2 separate regions of the Mus musculus genome follow, and region 1 is linked to region 2. The links are chromatin contacts, called in public promoter capture Hi-C maps. All regions are on one chromosome and are shown on one strand. Each heading gives the region's core, a stretch centred on a gene start, on an enhancer-like site or on the middle of the called end of the contact. The rest is flanking DNA. Distances are from core to core; before and after follow the strand shown.

What was found. Capture Hi-C pulls out chosen DNA fragments and counts their contacts.
Region 1: a promoter capture Hi-C map of adipose tissue shows a contact between it and region 2. The contact joins two enhancer-like sites. A contact is called at or near these places in 4 of 115 datasets of contacts at active chromatin or transcription factors (effector CD8 T cells, embryonic stem cells and memory CD8 T cells) and 2 of 9 other capture datasets (adipose tissue and liver).

Annotation. Positions count from the first base shown.
Region 1 is chr7:80,918,078-80,921,396 of GRCm38.p6, forward strand. All of the region lies in intron 4 of Sec11a (SEC11 homolog A, signal peptidase complex subunit), which reads right to left. All of the region lies in intron 2 of Gm51451 (a long non-coding RNA gene), which reads left to right. Among named protein-coding and RNA genes, the nearest start is that of Gm51451, 9.2 kb to the left of the region's middle. Within about 2 kb of position 1,429, at least 101 of the 459 cell types and tissues checked have an H3K27ac peak or open chromatin away from gene starts, as enhancers often do. A contact at or near this core is called in adipose tissue and embryonic stem cells, where this site is marked.
Region 2 is chr7:80,772,640-80,775,821 of GRCm38.p6, forward strand. The region is part of intron 2 of Iqgap1 (IQ motif containing GTPase activating protein 1); the gene reads right to left. Among named protein-coding and RNA genes, the nearest start is that of Iqgap1, 29 kb to the right of the region's middle. Within about 2 kb of position 1,747, at least 128 of the 459 cell types and tissues checked have an H3K27ac peak or open chromatin away from gene starts, as enhancers often do. A contact at or near this core is called in adipose tissue and embryonic stem cells, where this site is marked.

The DNA.
Region 1 (3,319 bases), core at 179-2,678, 150 kb after region 2:
TACACTGGCCATAATGTGGCACTGGGCCAAGTGGACTTCAACTCTCTCATCACGGCCCACTTTCACTGTGTGCATAGACCCTTCCTGCCATGCCACAGGCCAGAGAAACAGAAATCACCTCCCAGTTAACACCTCCGAATCAAAGCCATAGGCAAACTGCAGCAGACACTGTTTTTAGTGTCGTCACTTCCTGTTAACAACTCTTCTTACTTTCCATCTCCTGTATTCTCTTTTTAGAGTCCTTCTCCCTCCCTTCCCCCAAACTGCTTTCCACTGCTAATGTTTCTCAACAGTCAGATCTTCTTTAACAGTCACTTGGGGCTGCAGCTGGAGCTCAGAAGGCAGAATGCCGGCCTAGCATAAAGGCATGAAGCCCTGGGTTTGATCTCTGACACCACACAATTCAGGTGTGGGGGTGCACACTTAAATTCCAACATTTGAGAAGTGGAGCCAGTATTCAGCTACAATAGAGAGCTTGAGGCCAGCTTGGACTGCATGAAACACAAAACTACCAGATACACTGTTCTAGTGTCCCCAGATTTTCTGAGCTTAAACAAATCCCTGAAACATGCACCCCAAACAATACTCAAGATGTTTAGGTCTGATTCAAGATGTGTACCTCAGGTACATGGTGGCAAGCAGTTTCACCTCAGCAAACTTGTGTCAACATGTGGCTCCTCCAAGAGCTGAAAAGAGACACCTACAAAGTATTGCTAAGCTCTGGGCAGAACAAGGCCACTTAACCACTGAGCCAACTATCCAGCCCCATATTTTAAATTCTCAAAATAGGGTCTCACTTTGCTGCTGCAAACAGCTTCCCCAAGCATCTACGACTACACATGTGCCACGGCACCTAGACACAAGCTTTACATTTTATTCACATGTGATTTACATGCATTTTATGGCCTATCAGTTTTTATGGGGTATTTTAATACATATATACAGTGTACACTAAACACATCAAGTTAATTAGCATTTCCACTTTATCATCAAAGCCTGTGGCACACTTTAGGGGCAGCCATTTTGCCCGATGCACTTTACTTCCTGTTAAGAATACTTCCTCTTCTGTGGGGACAGCATTGTCTGGAAGCCTCCAGCGTCACTGTCCCGTTCCCTCCTTTATCTCATTCTTTATCACTGCAGCATTTGTACCAACTCTCCTGCCCTTCTCTCCTCTTTTTCTGACACTGCTTTCTTTTCTGTGATTAACAGATCCAACTTTCTGGTTTCCCAAAGTCATCTCTATTAAGTAGTTTTAGTTGGTACAGTATTAGTTTCATTTCTAAAAATTTTATTACATGCTACAAGATGAATTAACCTTGAAAATTAGGATAGGTAAGAGAAACCAAACGCAGAAGACCACAACTGTGATACTGTCTACACAAGACACCCCACGAGCCATGCCTACACTGCAGGTTAGCACTGTCAGCAGCTGCAGGAAGAAGGGCGTGGCCTGCGCCTGCTAAGAGTGTCGAGAGAAATGATCTGGAATTAGATAGTAGTGTTGGTTGCACAAACTTGTAGATATACTAAAATCTGTGAACTATGCCCCTTAAAATAGAGACTCTTACATGTGAATTCTGTTTCAGTAACATTTTTAGACATAATCGGCTCAGAACCATTGGTGTCAGTGTGGAGTAAACCAGAAACCCCCCTTTTTTCACTGAGAGGTAGCTGTACCACAGACCAGGCTCACCTGAAAGAGTGAGGTACAGCTCGACTCTGAGATATCAGCTTAGTGTTTTACAAATACAATTTCCACAAAGGAAGGTGACTCATTACATTAGGTGTCGAGCTCAGAGGCAGGAGAGTCGATGAGAAGTGAGTTGGGCAGAAAAGCCTGTCTGCCAGCTGTCCACGTCCCAGGTGGTTTATATTTCATAGAATCAATACTTAACTCACATTATTACATTTTTTATTAAAAGCCACTAAAGGGTTTATACTGCCAAAATTGAGATTTTAGTTTAAATTTTATATAGTTTAGAACTTTAAAAAAATTCTTCAAAAAGAAGTTCCTAGGGAGGAAGCCTGAGTACTCTAACCTGGAAAATAATATGTCTTTTTTTTTTTTAACCCAACCCAGGGCTGCCTAGGCAGCCACAGTGACAGACAAAGAAGAACCAAATGCACACAAAGGGACATTCTTACACAGAAGAAGCACACAGAAAGAATTTGTCAAAAAGTGTTAAAATGTGCATATTCTTTACTTAGTAACTGTTTTTTATATTTTTACTGGGAAGACTGGGTAGAACTACTGGATATATCTAACAACAGCAGTGTTCACAAAAGCAAACTAGAAATAGTGCTAACCAGGGCCAATGCTAGGACAGCCAGTAGCCATCTGAGCTTCCCAGGGACTGGAGAGCTAGCTCTGTGAGTGATGATAAGTGTATTGATGTGTAAGTACACTAATGGCCTTGGAGTGAAAAGGTCATTACATGTACAATAGTGTGACTATTCTCTTATATAACAAATGTTGTCAGGCGTGGTGGTGCACGCCTTGAATCCCAGCACTTGGGAGGCAGAGGCAGGTGGATCTCTGAGTTTGAGGCTGGCCTGGTCTACAGAGTGAGTTACACAGCGAAAACCTCTCAAAAAATTAATGGCAGTGGAAGAAAGTAAAGCAACCCCACTTTCCAGTGACTGGGTGCCACGCACTCAGGTCGAGTCAGCTTGACAGGCTGTGAAGCCTAAAAGCCACTCACGAGGCAGAGAGTTTCAAGGAAGCTCACCTCCTGGAGTTTATCCATATACTCATATTCTATTCCCGAATTAGTCTGGTGTATGGATCTACGAGCTCTCTTTTAATATTTTATTATAAATGCCTTTTAAGATTAAATTCTGTTATAGTTAGTCTCCCCAGTGTTCCAAGATCCCAGAAGCTGCCCGAGCTTAGAATCCTGTGAGAAGGCAGTAAGGAAGTTAACCTATTCAGTAACTAACTAAGCATTACAATAGACAGAGCCAGTGGCTCAACTGGTCTGCAGAAAGAGCCAGGGAATCTCATTGAGATAGAAATCTTCAGTAAGGCTACATTGCATATTAAAAACAAGTTGGTATATTCTCCTGACAAATGGAGATTCTCCAGATACTTAAAAGTTACACTCATATAAGAATTTAGCAAGGCCTAGGAAATTAGGGGGGTTGTGATACTGCATTATTCTTGAGGTCTGCCAAGAGAAGAACCCCCTGGTGCTAGCCTTCACAAGGTTCAAAGGTATGACACTAGAGTGTGAAACTCTTGCCTGTCACTAAGCTGACCCTAGGTAGGACTGCTTTATCTTTACTGTAAACATTTACCTGGTTCCTGTAAATCCTT
Region 2 (3,182 bases), core at 497-2,996:
CAGGGTTTATCCATGTAGCCCTGGTTGTCCTGGAACTCTCTGAGACCAGGCTGGGTTCAAACTCACAGAGATCTGACTGCCTCTGCCTCCCAAGAACTGGGATTAAAGCCATGTGCCACCACTGCCCCTTTCAGTTGTTGTATGTGTATGCTGTTTTACCTGCCTGTGTGTACAGGTGCCATGTGTGTGCTGGGTACCCACACAGATCAGAAGAAGGCATAGGATAGAGTCTCTGGAATTGGGGATTACAGATGGTTGTTAGCTGCCATGTAGGTGCTGGAAACTGAACCAGGATTCTTTGCAAGAGTACCGACTGCTCTTAACCACTAAGCCATTTCTCCTGCCCTCACATATATAAACAAGTATTTTTGGTTGCCCAAGAGGCTGCTCCAAGGTTGTACCTTATTTGCACAATCCCTCATTTACAAATTATGGATGACTTATCCAAGGTCACTGCTACTAAGTGGCAAAGATGAACCCACTCTTGGTTTGGAACTCTTCTCACAGGGCACCACTGTTGTTGTTGCCATGAGACAGGATCCAGCAGAACTGGGTACCACAGGGGTCTACACAGAGGGAAGTGTCAGAAATCCCATGCAGGGGAAGGCTGGGAATGCCCCAGGACTGTCTCTTTAACACTGGGTCAGACAGTTCATCTCAACAGCAGACCCACCCATAACTCTCAACTCAGACACAAACTCTCTCATAAAATACAGCAGTTAGAGCTGGCAAGAGGGTAGAGTGGGTAAAAGTACTTTGCCACCAAACCTGACAAACTCTGTTTGATCCCCAGGACACGGTGGAAGAACCACTCTCAAAAGCTACCCTCTGATCTACACACACACACACACACACACACACACACACACATATACACACATACACACATACACACACACTTATGGCACATGCACCCTTCCCCCAAATAAATACATGAATAAATACATGTAATATTATTTTTAATTTAAGCATTTTAATTTGTCCTTATAAATTCATTTAAGATACATTTAAAAGTTAGTATCTGTGCCTCAGCAGTTGAGAGTTTGCATAGCACGCTTATTGCCCTACGTTCAATCCCCAGCACTGTGAAACATAGACAAATAAATGGGGAATAAAAAAATGGTTAAAAAAATAATCAATGCATAAAAGATAATTCATCAGCCAATGCAAAATTTTCTCCGCAACCCCGGTGATGCCGCCTCAAACAGTGTTCCCAAACAGCTAAAGTGAAGCATGAGAGGCACTGCCACACACAGAGATCAAAAACACTGGAGGGAAAGCATTTCCTCTGTGGACACAGCAGCCAGAAAGCTTTTCTGACACCAGCACCACCAGCTTTTTGCAGGCCACTCAGGCTGCCTTCTGGAACATGGCAGAAGGATGAGGGCATCATGTGACCAGCATCACCCGGGAACCTAGAAAGATCCACACTTAACAAGACACCCAGCACCTGACCAACCAGTCCTCCTCCTCTTGGTTTTTGTTTTAAGTCGGAGTCTCATTGTGTGGCCAAGGTCGGCCTCAAACCTGTGGTCCTCCTCAGTACTAGGATCACATGGTGGTTTATAGAGACCTGTGCCATGGCACTCTGCTCTTCATTTGCTAACAGAGGATGGTAGCAAAAACCTCCAAATAGGTTTGTTGTTAAGAATTCAGTAAGATTGTGACTGGAGTCTAGCCCAGTGCTTGGCAGATGATTAAAGACGTCTGTGCCTTTTCCTCCTGTGAGTCACACTCGCTACTTGATACTTCCGTTAAGTACAATGATTCCAGTTCCGTCAAGTATTCCCGTAAAAAGAATAATAATAGCGCATGCCCATAGAGCGTTCTGGATGATGACACAGTATATATAATTGCTAGGAATACCGGCTGGCACAGAGAAGGCACAGGCGTGTGGGGCCTGCTCCTCGGGACCCTCACATCCTTCCCACCCATCTCTGAACATTCTCCAACTGAACACAAGACCTACAGCCACAAGGAGAGAGCCTCTGAGCGTGTCCGTGAGGGAATTTTTCAATTCGGTTAGCTAAGATGAGAAGACCCATCCTACTGTGAGCAGTACCACTTCACAGCCTACGTCCCAGGCTGATCAAAATGAGACAGCCAGCTGAGCACCAGTGGACATCATTCCACTCACTGAGCTTGCAATGTGACCTCAAACTCCTGTCGCCATAACGGGCTGCACCCTCGAACTATAAACTAAAATAGAACCCTCCTTCCAGGCATGGTGGCACACATCTGTAATCCCAGTACTCAGAAGGCACAATGAAATTGAACTTGGTGAGTTCTAGGCCAGCCAGAGCTACAAATGAAACCTTGTCTTTAAAAGGAAAAAAAAAAAAAAAACAGAACAGAAAGTTTATTTTTTTTCCTTAAGTTCAGAAAATATCATACCAAGTGATGACTAAGAATATCCTACATGTGATCAGGATTCAGCCACAGATACAGCTTAGTGACAAAATTGCTATTTTTATAGAAAGTAGAGTTCCTCCTCTCACAAACGGTATAAATATTCATTATTTTCTCCTCAAACTACTTGCATGTAACCTATATGGGAATTATATTCAAAGTTCTATCTATCTGGAACTACTTCACAGAGTACTAGACTGAAAGGCCTGTTGTAAATATAAAACAAAAACAAAAACAAACAAACAAAAAAAATCTAACACCATGTGGCAGCTCCGAAACTAAATGCACGCATCGCCTCATGTGATCTTTGCATCAACCTCAGGAAACTAAGTAGCTTGGCCTCGCTTCACAAACTGAACGGAAAGTCACCCAAGAGCACCGCTGGGCAGCTCTCGCTTGACCATGATTCGAAGTTCACACTGTTTTCTTTAAGCCGGTCTTTTTTTTCTATTATGCATGTGGTTATTTGGCATGTATGTCTGTGCACTGTGTGTCTGCAGTGTCTGTGGGAGCCAGAAGAGGATATCATCAGATCAGATCCTCTGGGACTAGAGTTCCCTACAGTGGTGAGCCACCATGCCGATGCTGGGATTCAAACCCACGTCCTCTGGAAGAACAACTTGCTCTTAACTGCTGAAGATGTCCACAGCCCTCGAGTCCACAACATAGTCCTTCCTTCCGGGACAGCGACAGGTACAGCCTACTGAACACTCACCCTCCCACACAAGCTCAAGCTCTAGCACTGGGCTTCCTCACGCCAGCAGCAGCCCAGT